Regions from separate parts of the Mus musculus genome. Here all the other regions are linked to region 1. A link is a contact called in public HiCAR-type and promoter capture Hi-C data. All regions are on one chromosome and are shown on one strand. Each heading gives the region's core, a stretch centred on a gene start, on an enhancer-like site or on the middle of the called end of the contact. The rest is flanking DNA. Distances are from core to core; before and after follow the strand shown.

Region 1 (2,700 bases), core at 58-2,557:
TGCTAACTTTAACGTTTGCTCCAGCTATTAACCAACTACTCACTTATGAACTAAGTAAGTCATACCTAGTTCCTGCAGTCAAAAACATACAAAGATTTGCTTTAGCTTTTGAAATCAGAGGAAAACGATAGGAGATAGTGAAAAGGAGTTTTCTAATCACGTTTAAGACGCATGAAGCACATGAATGACTGGGGTGTGGGTGGGGACTTCTGTTTTACACACACAATGTAGGTAACGTTTCTCTTGAGGCCTATAATTCAGCTTTCGGGTTTCTCTTGTACTTATGTTCCACTAGGATTTAAAACATACAGTTATTGAGTCACCCAGCTCAAATCCCAAAAACATAAACTCAAAGGAATGCACACCTCATATAATCTGCAAGTCACCTCCTTCACCAACCAGTAGCACAAAAGGAAGAGATTCCCAACCCCATTACCTCATATACAATTAAATGAAAAGATAAAACTTGGGAAAGGAGATCAAAGGAGAGTTTTCCAGGTAATTTTTAAAAAGGCAAGTCAAATAAACGTTATGGAGTTGCAACTGTGTCTGGCTAGTGGTTAAAAAGAGATTTTACCCAGTATACTTGGCTGACCAAGCGGGCTCACGGGGGAAGATAAAGAAGTTGGTTACCACCTCTCTGCCTCTACTCCCTTCGGGACACGGAGGTCACTGAGTGGCGCTGGGCCTGGGCCCTTCCACGCCCTTGAGGGAGGGCCAAGGATCCGACAGCGGCCTAGGGTGTCAGAGTTGCCATCCCAGGGTCAGCGAGAGACCGGTCCTCGGGTCCAGGGCTGAAGCGTCCTTCCCCGACCTCCAGTTCCTGCCCAGGACTCGGGAGGCAGAGCAGGGGGGCAGCATGTAACCAGCGCTCCCACAGGGCAGGGTGCGACCTCACCTTCCACGGCGGCGGCGGCCAGGTGGCGGGAACGCCGGGGCGGAGCTGGGGGACTGCGGGGACCCGACAGGCCATCGTGCACCAGCTGCAGGTGTGGCGCGTTGAAGGGGTTCGCCCGCGCCAGGTGCGCTACGGACGAGAACATCCTCCTGCGGGGGAGACAGAGGGCGGAGGTGAGAGAGACCCGGCGCCGGGCAATGTCACCGGAGCCCCGCGAGACATGCCCGGCTCTGCGCCCTTGAGGAGGTCACAGCTTCTTCCCCAGGGACGCCAAGCCCGGCCGGGCCCACGGCCAAGGCGGCGGCCACAAGGGACTCAAGGCTCCGCGCCGCGGCGAGGCCCGGTCGCGCTCACTTGCCTAAGATGGCGAACACCCAACCGCTCGCTGGGCAAGGTTGCGGCTCACAGAGGCCGAATGTCCTCCCGGCCCGAAGATCCGTGCCCTTCGCGCGGCGTCACCGTGACGCACGCAGAGCGTCACTGCGCCACGCGCCTCTCATTTGCGGAGAGGAGCGCAGAACCTGGACGTCATCGCGTCCTCCTAGCAACCCTATCCCCGCCCACGTCCAACCCCAGCCCTTCCGGCCCTGCTAGTGCGCAGGAGGATTCCTACTGCGCAGGCGCAGATCCAAAGCGCCCTCCTCCCCCACTCCCCTTTTTTTTTTAAAGTGTAGTCTTGGCCTTGGACGGGCAGGTGACCTACTCACTCTGTCCCTTCACCTTCCGGTGTTTTCTCCTTGGCGCCAGGAATTTTTACATGTCTTTAAGTGATTGCGGGCATAAACTTTTAAAGACATGAATGCTTAAGTGATACGTTATTCAGGTATGGAAGCTAGGATATCACTACAAGATCTTTGATCGGAATTCCTGCCATCATCGGACTTTTCAGAAAAAAATTCCATCACACTGACTTTTGACATAGGCATGTCTAAATTTTCCACCAAGTTCTGGTGGAAAGGATATACAGGAAGAACTCATACAATACATAAAACTGCTTCTGCCTCACAGAATGTCCATGGCCCCTGAGAACAGTCAGTCAAGGCTTCGTTCCTGGAGGCACAGGCATGCGCTGACATGAAAGTAACCGATGAACTGTGTGCGTGTAAGACAGGACTGTGTGTACTTCAGACATTTACAAGATCATCATCACTCTGATGTCAACAAGCGGGGGCCAAGTTCCACGAGGGAGAGTTTAGAAGCAATCAAACCTGTTGTAATTCTTGCGTTTAACATTTTCCTGGGACGTTTATCTCATCTTTATTAAGCCTTTTTATCTAACCCAAGACACCACTAGAGCTGGCTCCTGTATTGACTATTGTAGTTATACTAAGTCTACCTCTGCAGTCAGTGCTCTGCTGTGTCCTTTAAAAATTCTTAACATTTACAAACAAAAGACATTTTCATTCATTTTGCCCTAGGTCCTTCAAATTATGTAATTGGTCCTGGATAGAAGAAATACTTTTAGAGTTTATGAAACATCAAGAAGATGTAAAAAAAAAAAAAATGTTTACAAAACATCTTTCAGAGGTCTGGTACTTGATTCCTAGTACCCACCTTGATTCTAGCTCCAGGGGATCTGACACCATCTTCTGGCCTCTATAGGCACCTGCACTCATGCACACACACACACACACACACAGACCACCACCACCACCACCACCACCACCACCACCATTTTTTAAAAAACCTTTAAAGATGAAATTTATAAAACATTTTTCATAAAAAACTGAAGAGGTTTAAATTAGCCATATTTCTGCTGCTATGATAAAACATCATTTTGGCTTACACCTCCAGAGGGATAA
Region 2 (2,700 bases), core at 161-2,660, 1.3 Mb before region 1:
AAGTAATATACAGTAATAATATCCAGTTCGTTGGGTTGTTGTAAGCAAAATGACAATCACATCTTTTCCTATCAACTGACCACAAGCTGTCACAGGAAGTTTCAAAAGAAAATAAGCATGCGTTCTCTGCCACGAGCAAGGAAAACATCCAACAAAATCAAGGCAGTCATACACAATGAACTGCTGATGATATATGCAAATCAAAGCAGCTCTCTCATCCATGCCCATTTATATTTTTCCTAGGGTGGATGTGGAAGAATTTCCAATGAGAACCCTTTTTCTGGTATTTGCACAAGTCAGCAGCTCTCCAAAGCCCGAGTAAAATTCAGGCTGATTAAAGACCCTAAAAAACCTGCAAAAGTCACAAGGCATTCAGTGGTTCAGAAACTAGGATAAACCAAACCTCTTCAGCTTCTTCCAAGGACGGACATCTCAGACTCTCACCAGAGAGGTAAAGCAAGAGGATGAAATATCCTTCAAGTCCCCCGGACTGGGACAGAAACTGCAGCAAAAGCGCCTCTTCTCAGCACCTCGTTCTCCATCACCTCCTAGTGGAAGATTTTCCCCAAGTCTGGTTACTGACTCTGGGCTTCAGGCAGAGAAGGCGCCTCAGCAGCTAGCGGGGTGATCTCCAGTACTCACACAGTTAAACCTCTTCAGAGACGGGAGAAGGGAGCAGAAGCGGGGTGGGGGGTGGGGGGAGAAGAGAGAGGAGGGAGAGGGAGCAAAGAGCGGGGAAGGAGGGAGGAGAGCGGAGGGAGCACGGAGGAGGGAGCAAGGAGGACCCCGCCCACTGGCACAGAACTGCACCCCCCCCCCAACCCCCCGCCCGCCCCACGGTCGGCCCCGGGCCGCACCTGCCGCGCGCACACGCCCCCCGCGCGCCGAGCCTCCGAGCCGCCGCCGCCGCCGCCGCCCTCCGCACGCACCCGCCGCGGCTCGTCCGCACAGCCCAGCCTCGGCGCGGGCCGCAGCCACCCCAGCCGCGGGCCGCGGCCGTCGTCCCCGTGTAAGCCCCGAGCCCGCCGGGCGCGGAACCCAGGTGGATCCAGGCTGGGCGTTTGTACGCACGGGCCTCCGCTGCCGTGGTTCGATACCCTCTAGCTCTGGGGAGGACGCGCTCGACTCGCTCCCTCCTCATCAGCCTCAGAGCGCTCCTTGAGCTCCTCAGTGCCGGAGCATCCTCCCCGCTGCTCAGCATCCTCCTGTCAGCGCCGGAGCATCCTGCTCAGGGCTCGGCGTTCTCTGAGCTCAGCATCCTCCTTCCGTTCCTCGGCAGCGCCCGGGCCCGGTCCCCACCCGCTCGCACCCCACCCGCGGGAAGGAGGCCTCGGGAATGCAGGGGAGTGGCTGTGGGGGCGCGTCGCCGCTTGGCCAGCCCCTCTGCCCAAACACAGGCTGCTCCCCATTGTAGAAGCTGCGCGGAGAGAAGGAGGACGGCGTGCTGCTCCCTGCGCGGGGCTGCAGGGAATAAGCCCGGGCATCCTTATAGGGTGGGGCGGGGAGGGCCCTGGCTTTTGGGGAGTGGACCTGGAGCAGGGAAAGGACTCTGTAGCGGACTCGGTGAGAGACTATGGGGAAGGACCAGGAGCTGCTGGAAGCTGCTCGTACTGGCAATGTGGCTCTGGTGGAGAAACTCCTATCTGGCAGGAAAGGAGGGATCCTGGGTGGTGGATCCGGACCTCTGCCCCTGTCTAATCTGCTAAGGTAAGAACTGGCACTCACTGCGGGCTCGGGGTGGTGGTGGTGGTATGCACACCCCTCGTTAGCATTGTGATGGGTACGTTCTCTCCTCAGGGTATATTGCACCTGGAGGTGTCAGCGATTCATTCTTAAATTAGACAGGAAAACAGACCGTGTGTGTGAAGAGGAGGCAAGAGCCTCCCAGTTAGACCGATGCTTTAGACTCTTGGAGTAATTTTAAAATAGCTTTTCCATCAATGCGTCAATCAGCTACTTTTCTCTAAACCGTGGTGCAGAACTTGTACATGTACTGGTGTTGCTAGAAGGAAATCGGCATGCCTGGTACTGTTTGTGTTTGCAGCTGTGAAAGCCCACCCCCTACTATTTGGCTATTTAAATGAGAAGCTTGTTGGATGCTTGCAGTTATCCTGCGAAAGCCACCGACTCCCTGGATTGCTGCTTCCTTCTTGGGCAGAAAGCATCAGCAGTGGGTAACGATCCCACAAAAACAAAGCCAGGGAACCTTCTGAGATGTCAATCAGGAGTGTGTAAAACTTGATGAGGCAGGTTGGGCAGCTTTAGTTTACTTTCAGTTTCCCAGACACAGCTGAGGGAAACATCCGGCTTGGGAAAGCGTGTGTGGAATAAATACAGCAGAGGCCTTTTAATGTTAACATGTTGCAGGTGAGACGAATATTAGTTCTCAAAGGTTCTTTCTAAGGTGACATTAAAAAAAGTCAAAGTCTTTATTCACCATACTAGAGAGAGCTAGAGAGAGCAGGGTTTGTCTGCATGTTTGAGAAACTATTAAAAGTTGAATTGAACAAATGAAATCTCTTAGGAGGCAGGAAGCCTGAAGAGCACTCAATGAAATTCAAGGAAAGCTCTTTAGTTCTCAAGTCGTGATTGTTCAGTGTGTCTTGTGTATTTTTGGAGGCATCTATCATCATACATAACTCTATCTTAAAACATCTCTTAATGGCAACTTAATGATACTTGTAAAAAAAATTAAAAGCT
Region 3 (2,700 bases), core at 36-2,535, 1.4 Mb before region 1:
TAGATCTCTATTCAAAGACCAAGTTTTCACATGCTTTTTTGTTGTTTTTGTTTTGTTTTGAGTCAAGGTCTTGCTGTTTAGCAAAGCTTTGCTTGGAACTAATATTAAGTATTCACTGTGTGTGTAGGATACATGCATGCTGTGGTGTGCATGTGGAAAGGCAGAGGATAACTTGGGAGTTGGATCGCTTCCTTCCATGTAGGTCCTGGGAACGGAACTCAGGTCATGGGTTTGGTGGCAGGCATTCTTACTCACTGGACCATCTCATCAGCCCTTGTCTGGGGCTCTTGATCTTCCTGCCTCCAGCTTCCAAGTGCTATAAATTCAGGCTTGAGCCTGGACCTCAGGCCCACATTTTGTAATAAAGCTTGACAGTTTGTAGGGATGTGTACATTTCAGATCATGAGCGTGTGCACACAGACACAGAGAGAGAGAGACACACACATACACACACACTACATATTGATCATTACAGATGCAAGGATGATTTTAGTTGATCCTGTTCTGTTCTAGGAAGCATAAATAGGGGTTTTAGCTTATTTCTAAACTACATTGCTGTATGAAATTTGTGAGTTGGTTTACTTAAACTAGGCAACTGAGAGAAAACCTGGTTACTTTTTAGATTACAAATGAATTTACTTTTATAAGATTTGAGATTATTTAAAAGTAATTTTGCTTTTTCATTTTAATATAATCCCTAGTAATACATGTATGTTGATCACGGGGCATGGTGGCACAGGCCTTTAATCCCAGCACTTGGGAAGCAGAGACAGGGGGATTTCAGAGTTCGAGGCGAGCCTGGTCTACAGAGTGAGTTCCAGGACAGCCAGGGCTATACAGAGAAACCCTGTCTTGAAAAACAAAAAACAAAAAACAAACCAAAATATGTTGACATTAGCTGTACTAGGTTTTTTTTTTTTTTTTTTTTTTTTTTTTTTTTTTAACAAATAAGTTACTGGATGCCTGCTTTGTACTACTGAGAACATAGCAATGAGAAAACACGATAGAAGCCCCCACACTCATGGTGTTACATTTTAATCAGAGGATAAAGGTAATTAATAAATAGTAAACAATCAAACATGTAACAGGGTATTAACTGCACTTTAAAAAGTAACAGAAAGGCGGTTGGAAGATAGGAATGGGGTTCGTAGTTAGTCCTGATTGTTGGCGGTCAGGAATGTTCAACTGGAATGTATTTCACAAGACCTGAAAGTGGTGGTGGGAGCCAATGCAAACAGCTCTGATGGTGGTAGCTTGCTTGTTATTTTGAAATATGTTGAGGCCTCCAGTGAGGTGAAATAGAGTGGAGCAGGGAAGAAAACACAGGCCACGCTGGGGAGAGTGCACCTCAGTGGTGAGGGGCTTGTTTGGCCTGCTTGAAACCCTGGGTTTGATCCCCACCTGACAACAAAAACATCCAGATCGTGTTAAAGTACAAAGAAAAGTCCTTCGGGGGCTGGAGAGATGGCTCAGTGGTTAAGAGCACTGACTGCTCTTCCAGAGGCCCTGAGTTCAAATCCTAGCAACCACATGGTGGATCACTACCATCTGTAATGAGATCTGACACCCTCTTCTGTGTGTCTAAAGACAGCTACAGTGTACTTACATATAATAACAAATAAATCTTTGAGCCAGAGTGAGCAGGGCTGGAGTGAGCGAGCGGGGCCCCAGTGAGCAGAGGTCCTGAGATCAAGTCCCCGCAACCACATGATGGCTTAAAACCATCTGTACAGCCACAGTGTATTCATATATACATAAAATAAATTAATAAATCTTTTTTTTTTTAAAGACCTTTGGGGACAAAGGATGTGGACTCTCCAATTTCAGATCTAGAGTGCTTGACTAATGTGCACAGGGTCCTGAGGGCTATCTAGGGTGCCACATTTGAGATGGGGAGACCTGGCAGGACATGCCTACAGTCCTAGTGTGTGTCATATAGAGAAGGGAACTCAGGGAGTTCAAGGTCATTAGAGGCCAGCACAGGCTCTGTAGAAGACAGGGTCTCTTGTAGCCTTCATCTACAACCTGTTACCCACCAGGAATTTCTGTCTTTCCTGTGAGTCCTGGACTAAACCTAGGTCCTCTGGAAGAGCAGCAGATGCTCTTAACCACTGAGCCATCTCTTCAGCCCCTAGTTTCGGGCTTTATTTCTGTATTTACTGGGACCAAGTTTCCTCATATCCAATATCAATGTGGAAACTGGTAGTGACTGGCTTTTACACTGAATCGAGGTTGGAAAAAATCACTAGAGGTTTTTTTTGTTGTTTTTTTTTTTAAAGCAAAGGATCACTGTCAGCTGTGTGAGCAACAGGACAGAGAAGACGTGAAAGGCAGTGGAGACAGCTAACTATGCAGGTGAATGAAAATGTTACCAGGGTAGATAGATGCCGTGGAGTTGCGGAGGGTCAGTCTCTAGGTGTACCTGGGAGGCAGAGCCCCATTGACTGTCAGACAAGATATGGATTAAGAGTTGTCTTGAGAGTGGTAATGGAGGCCACTGACAAGATGGGATTGCCGTGAACTGCGTTGGAGGTGGCTGCTGGGGGAGCAGGCTGTCAGAGGCCGGAAGTTTGGTTTTGAATGGTAATTTGTATCTGTTCATTATGAAGTAGAGATGCCCTCCCTTCTTAAATTTATGACCTGATTTAGAGTATGCCACCATTTAGTCTGGCAGTAACAATGAAAGTGGTTTTTTGTTGT
Region 4 (2,787 bases), core at 45-2,544, 1.4 Mb before region 1:
AACACACAGAAAAGAATGTTTGTCTACTTGGAGACATCAGAGAGTATTTCTTAGTTCCGTTTGACCTGCATAGATTAGTCGCCAGTCTGTCAGAGTATCTGACACAGGCTACTTAGCAAGTGTTTAGCTCACAGTTTTGAAGGCTCAAGGTCCAAGTGGCTCTAGATTGATCCTTGGCTGTATCACCAGGTGGCAAATGGGAGAGAGCAATGGCAGGAGAATGTATTGGGAGCAAACAAGTGGTGATATCTTGAGCCAGGAGCAGGAGCGAGTGGGAGTGAGAACAAGCTAAAGAGGCCGGAGTCCTGACATCCCAAAGGACCTAAGAACCTGTCACAGGAGTCATAGGACAGAGGACTGACTCAACCATCATCACCCTCTGGGAGTTACGGAGGAAATAGTAGTGGGAAGGTGGGGCAGGAACAGGATCAGTGCGGCCATTGGATAAAGATCTACAGCAGGAAGAATTAGCTCAGGGGTGAGGGGGAGCATTAAGTAAGGAGTCTGTCACGCTGTGATCCAATTGTCCTTATCTCAGTTTCAGTTCTGGATTTTCCAGGTTCTAGAAGACTCAGTAGAGAGTAGTTATCCCTCACCTCCATTTTGTCAGGGTTGGGTGGTGGGGATAGGAATAGGGGGAGAGAGGCATTCTCGCCAGAGAATCTCTTCCTGAATTCTATCTAAGGTGACTGCAAGTTCGTGACAAAGACCAGAACTTTCTAGATGCTGCTGCAGGACACGCAGAACCTGATGTAAAAACTGACCTTTGAATGTCCTTGCAAATCTTGAAAATACTTCACTTTTATCTTGGTGCCTTTAGTCCGGAAGGGAGCTGAGATAGAATAGGTATATTTAGGGCTAACCAACCTTGAATTACCAGTTTCTATGCAGACGCTTCTTAAATGATTAACTTGCCTGTGTGCAGATTTGAGCAGGAATCTCAGCTGAGATTTGGAAGAGAGCAGATGCAAAATGAAAGCCCAGGGTTTTTCCTGTTTTTAGCTATCCATTGTGACATTTGCTGGGGTTGGGGGAGTTAGGGGAGTGGAAAGGGAAGAAGGGGGAGGGAGGTGTGAGGGAAGGTTAAGAGGAGGTGGGGGGGGGAGAGAGATTCCTATTTTCTCTCTCTCTCTCTCTCTCTCTCTCTCTCTCTCTCTCTCTCTGTGTGTGTGTGTGTGTATGTGTGTGTGTGTGTGTGTGTGTGTGTGTGTGTGTAGCCCTGCCTGCCTTGAACCTCTCTCCGTAGACCAGGCTGTCCTCAAACTCAGATCCAGCTGCCGCTGCCTCCTGCATGCCGGGATTAAAGGCGTGTGCCGCCACCACCTGGCTTAGGTCTCACCTCTTTACTGTCACAGTATCATACTATCTTGGGAACCAAGCAATCCTTTATGCACAGGGCTCTTTGGGGGAACATCCATCGTCCAGACTACAATACTAGACCATAAGAGGGAAGTAGGAATTTGGTTGGTGGAGGAAGAGCTAGGCATTCTGGGGCTTTGGGCTGGAGGAGATGGGAAGAAGATTGTTCTCAGGAGTAGCTGTGTTGGTCAGTCTGGCAAAGCTGCTCTACGGGATGAGATGTGCTTATGTGTACAGCAAGCAGGCTTTCTTCCGAAGTGATTATTCATTGGTTTGTGGCGGTTCTTGAGGTTGTGTTAAATTCTTAACTTGAAGTATAGCATCTTTATGACAGTGATTGGTGATTTTGGTCTCCCTGAACTTTGACTTTCCTAGTGCTGGCACAGAAAACACAGCTGTCAGGACCATGGCCCAGGAACATAGATTTAGTGTACCTCAAATACCATGTTCCAGTGTGGTAACAGTTCATGAAGCCTTTATGGTAAAACAGCAAAGAACATCATAAATCAAGACACATCAGATACATTGGTGGGAACTCAGTAGGGGGATTACAGCAAAGTGGACAAAGTCTCTTCTGTAGGCCCCAGATGTTGTCTGATATGCTTAGTCTCCGGGTTGGTAAAATCAGATGGTCTCTGTACATTCTGGTGGACTTACTTAATAGTTAGGGGTGTTAAGTGAAACAGCTGGGCAGTGAGGGAATATTTAGGGGACTTAGAGAGCCCAAGCTGGTTTGGCTCCCAATTGTAACATTCCAGTTCTCCACAATCACCGGGCTTTAAAAGCATTTCTTTATTATAATTATTGTGTATGCATGGTTAAGAGGCACACTCATGCCACTGTGTGTGTGTGAACATCAGAGGACAGTGCTGTGAGTTCTCTCACCACTTTTGGAGGATCCAGGCATTGAGCTCAGGTCACAAGGCTGTGGTAAGTGCCTTACCTGCTGAGTCCTCTTGCAGACCCCTCTACCACCCCACCACCCCCTTTCCCCTGAGACAGGGTTTCTCTGCGTAGCCCTGGCTGTCCTGGAACTCAGTCTGTAGACCAGGCTGGCCTCGAACCTGGAGATCCTCCTGCCTCTGCTTCCCAGGTGCTGGGATTAAAGGCCTGTGGCACCGCCACCCAGCTCAGCAATTACTTTTTGAAGAGTAGCTCGGTAAAATTAGAAATTTTTGTTTGGGAGAAGGAATTGTTTTCAGGTTTCAGAAATATCTCTAAAAGTATTGAAAAATAGGTTTGTAGTTTATTATTATCATTATTGTTTGTAGTACCAAGCATAGAAGTTCAGGTTTCTTGTTCTGTCTGGCACACAGGGTAAAATAATTTTTAAAGGATTTTATTTTAGGGATCTAGAGAAATGGCTTCACTGCTAAGAGCACTGTTGCTCTTTCTGAGGATACTAGTTCAGTTTCTAGCACCCACATC
Region 5 (2,700 bases), core at 192-2,691, 1.0 Mb before region 1:
CAACAAACTTGAGGCCAGCCATGGCTAGATATCCAGACCCCGTTTGGAAAAAAAAATTGTTCTAAGCACTGTTTTATTTATTTATTTATTTATTTATTTATTTATTTATTTATATCTTTAAAGAACCCCCATACAGTATTCTAACCAGGCACACAGTTGATCTAGTGACAGAAATCCTGCCAGGACCTTTACAAGCTAATTTAGGTCTAAAATGAGAGTAGAACTTTAGGTCCTAGTAACGTCATACAATTTTAAGTTTTCTTTCTTTCTTTCTTTCTCTCTCTCTCTCTCTCTCTCTCTCTCTCTCTCCCTCTCTCTCTCTCTCTGAACAAATCTCATACATCTCATACATCTTGTAGCTTACTTCTTCAGTTATCTAGCATAATCATTTGTGTTTAAGTTCTAGAACTAGGGAATAGACTAGTTTTGACTCTTAAACAATTTACTGTACCTTGTGTAGCTTGAAGGCAAACATTTCTCATATTCCTGGAGGCTGCAGGCAAAGCAGGCATCTGCTAAGAGACCACCTCCTGGTTTGGGAGTGACCGTCTTTAGAGTCACATTGTTTCCCCACATGACTGGGGACAGAGGGAAAAAGCCAGCTGTCAGCTGGCTTTGCTTGTGGGCATTAACCCACCCCTGACAGCTATGCGCTCATCACCTGGACACCTCCCAGAGTCCTGTGCTCTACTGTCTCTGGGGGTTGGTACATCAGTATGTGTATCAGGAAGGGGTAGAAACTTTCTTCTTACCAGGAAGGTTTTGCTTGACAATGAAAGAGAATTCAAATTATGTTCTGACACCAGTTTGGACTTGCAAAGTTATTTTCGTACTGTATCAAAGCTTTAAATGTAGAAAAACATTCTTGTTTGTTGTTTATATTTCTAGCAATGTGATGAGCCACCAGTCTGAATGTGATTTAGTTTTAGACGCTCCAAAATGTTGGGCTTGTTCATTTTGGTGCTATGCGTCATTGCACAAGTAATTAGGGAATTATGAAATAAAAGGAAAACATGTTCTGAGTTTCCTATCATTCATGAGTGTATTTTACACATTAGCGATGGAGCTGGAACGCAGAGTATTTTTAGCTGTTACCCTTCTGAGTTCGATGCAAGTTTCCTTTCCTCTTTTATTCCAGTAGAGGGCACTCTTGTGCAGGATTTTAAGCCAAAAATCAGCTCTCTTATGTAAGAACGTTCAGTTTTTTGAATCAGAGATGTTTAATTTTATACGAATAATTTTACTATTATAAATGAATTAAAAAGTCTTTCCCTATTATTATTAATATTGTGGGATTTATATTTAATTTGAAGACCAGCTCAAGTTAGAATTTTATTTTACCTTGCTTGCATTTTAATTCAAAAGTTAATCTGTTCTGAATGCTCTTATACTATGCCTATGAGACCATTTTCCAAGTTGAATCAGAACATTATATAATCTCGGATATGAATTTTAAAGAAATATCATCATATTTGTTACCAGCCTATGAAGTTTATGTCTTTGACAGAATATAAAATGATCTAAATTTTTTCCTATTGTTTTCATTTATTTTCCTAAGCCCCACTTTCATTTATATTCTTCATTTATATAAACAATATACACAATTCTTAAAGGTGAATATGACAGGCTGTAGAAACTCTGATATGATATAATATAAAGATTATGACAGATTGGATCGGGAAGATATTTCTCTTAGATTTAAATAGAAAAAGCATTATTGTCTTATTAGCCTTTAAAGAAATGGGTAAGACTGTTGCCTGAAGAAACGTTTTCTTTTCTTTCTTTTTCCTGAAGGAAACTCCAGATACAGACGCATCCAGCGCTCTCTGTTTGTCCAGGGATGTGCTAGCATGGTCAATGTTGTGTTACTCAGCCAGTGTGTAGCACTTCTCTTATTTCACTTACGCTTCTACTGCGGACTCTTCAATTGCATGCCAGATTCTGAAGTGTGAGCTATTTTATTAGATTGTCCAGAAGTCAGATGCTGGTCCTGCGGGTAGAGCTCAGTTGGTAAAGTGCTTGTGACGTGTAAATGTGAAGAGCCGAGTTCAGATCTCAGAACCCTTGTGAAGATAACGAAAAGCCAGGGACAGTGGTATATTACAGTCGCAAGGCTGGGGAGATGGAGGCTGCAGGGAGCTGGGGACCACTGGTCATCTACTTAAGTCACTTAGCAAACCTCAGGTCTCAGCGAGAGACTCCTCTTGCCCCCCAAAGATGTACAGCTACTGAGGAGTAACACCATAACTTGACCTCTGGCTTCCGTGTGAGCATTTCCATGTGCAGTTGCACCCCCCCCCCCACACACACACATAGGCGTATCTGCACACAAATGAATGGACACAGATACCTGTACACACACATACAAGCACATGCAGTGTATGTTCTGTTTCTGGAATGAGGCTTACGTTCAAACATGTTCTGATGTGTTTTAGGATAGAGAGACCTCAGTGGCTACTTTGTTGTATGTTTCTGACACGTAAGTAAAGGGCTCTTCTTACAGGGTTAGTAGTAAATCTCCGGCATAAATGCGCTTTTTGATAGTGATGCCAAGTCTTAAGTGGTGGTAAACCTAGATGGTGGTCAGGAGAAAATTTCGAACTACGGTTTATATCTTTATGCTGGAACAAAAGTTTGAGAAGTACGACTCAGAGCTGCCATATATTCAGCCAGCTTTGAGTTTTCTTAGCAGATTTTTCT

What was found. Promoter capture Hi-C pulls out the DNA fragments that hold promoters and counts their contacts. HiCAR-type assays count read pairs that join an accessible place to other places.
Region 2: a contact with region 1 is called in a HiCAR-type map of astrocytes, with 3 times the contacts expected there. The contact joins the promoter of Anks1b here to the promoter of Slc25a3 in region 1. A contact is called at or near these places in 1 of 39 promoter capture datasets (hippocampal neurons) and 1 of 115 datasets of contacts at active chromatin or transcription factors (astrocytes).
Region 3: a contact with region 1 is called in a promoter capture Hi-C map of liver, with 3 times the contacts expected there. The contact joins the enhancer-like site here to the promoter of Slc25a3 in region 1. A contact is called at or near these places in 7 of 39 promoter capture datasets (cranial neural crest, embryonic stem cells, hippocampal neurons and 3 more), 2 of 484 Hi-C or Micro-C datasets (B cells and CD4 T cells), 6 of 115 datasets of contacts at active chromatin or transcription factors (the NIH/3T3 cell line, astrocytes, embryonic forebrain and 3 more) and 2 of 9 other capture datasets (adipose tissue and liver).
Region 4: a contact with region 1 is called in a promoter capture Hi-C map of liver, with 2.6 times the contacts expected there. The contact joins the enhancer-like site here to the promoter of Slc25a3 in region 1. A contact is called at or near these places in 3 of 39 promoter capture datasets (cranial neural crest, hippocampal neurons and liver).
Region 5: a contact with region 1 is called in a promoter capture Hi-C map of hippocampal neurons, with 6 times the contacts expected there. The contact joins the enhancer-like site here to the promoter of Slc25a3 in region 1. A contact is called at or near these places in 4 of 39 promoter capture datasets (the 3T3-L1 cell line, hippocampal neurons, liver and 1 more) and 2 of 115 datasets of contacts at active chromatin or transcription factors (embryonic limb bud and forebrain).

What each region holds. Positions count from the first base shown.
Region 1 is chr10:91,122,660-91,125,359 of GRCm38.p6, forward strand. It overlaps Slc25a3 (solute carrier family 25 (mitochondrial carrier, phosphate carrier), member 3), which reads right to left and starts at 1,308. Exons shown (of 8, transcript NM_133668.4): 1 at 1,257-1,308; 2 at 899-1,047. The coding sequence starts at 1,043.
Region 2 is chr10:89,872,099-89,874,798 of GRCm38.p6, forward strand. Anks1b (ankyrin repeat and sterile alpha motif domain containing 1B) reads left to right here and starts at 1,411. Exons shown (of 27, transcript NM_001359241.1): 1 at 1,411-1,707. The coding sequence starts at 1,574.
Region 3 is chr10:89,750,041-89,752,740 of GRCm38.p6, forward strand. The region is part of intron 1 of Uhrf1bp1l (UHRF1 (ICBP90) binding protein 1-like); the gene reads left to right. Among named protein-coding and RNA genes, the nearest start is that of Uhrf1bp1l, 6.4 kb to the left of the region's middle. Within about 2 kb of position 1,286, at least 15 of the 459 cell types and tissues checked have an H3K27ac peak or open chromatin away from gene starts, as enhancers often do. A contact at or near this core is called in adipose tissue and liver, where this site is marked.
Region 4 is chr10:89,768,422-89,771,208 of GRCm38.p6, forward strand. The region is part of intron 1 of Uhrf1bp1l (UHRF1 (ICBP90) binding protein 1-like); the gene reads left to right. Among named protein-coding and RNA genes, the nearest start is that of Uhrf1bp1l, 25 kb to the left of the region's middle. Within about 2 kb of position 1,295, at least 25 of the 459 cell types and tissues checked have an H3K27ac peak or open chromatin away from gene starts, as enhancers often do. A contact at or near this core is called in liver, where this site is marked.
Region 5 is chr10:90,080,715-90,083,414 of GRCm38.p6, forward strand. All of the region lies in intron 8 of Anks1b (ankyrin repeat and sterile alpha motif domain containing 1B), which reads left to right. Among named protein-coding and RNA genes, the nearest start is that of Anks1b, 210 kb to the left of the region's middle. Within about 2 kb of position 1,442, at least 11 of the 459 cell types and tissues checked have an H3K27ac peak or open chromatin away from gene starts, as enhancers often do. A contact at or near this core is called in forebrain and hippocampal neurons, where this site is marked.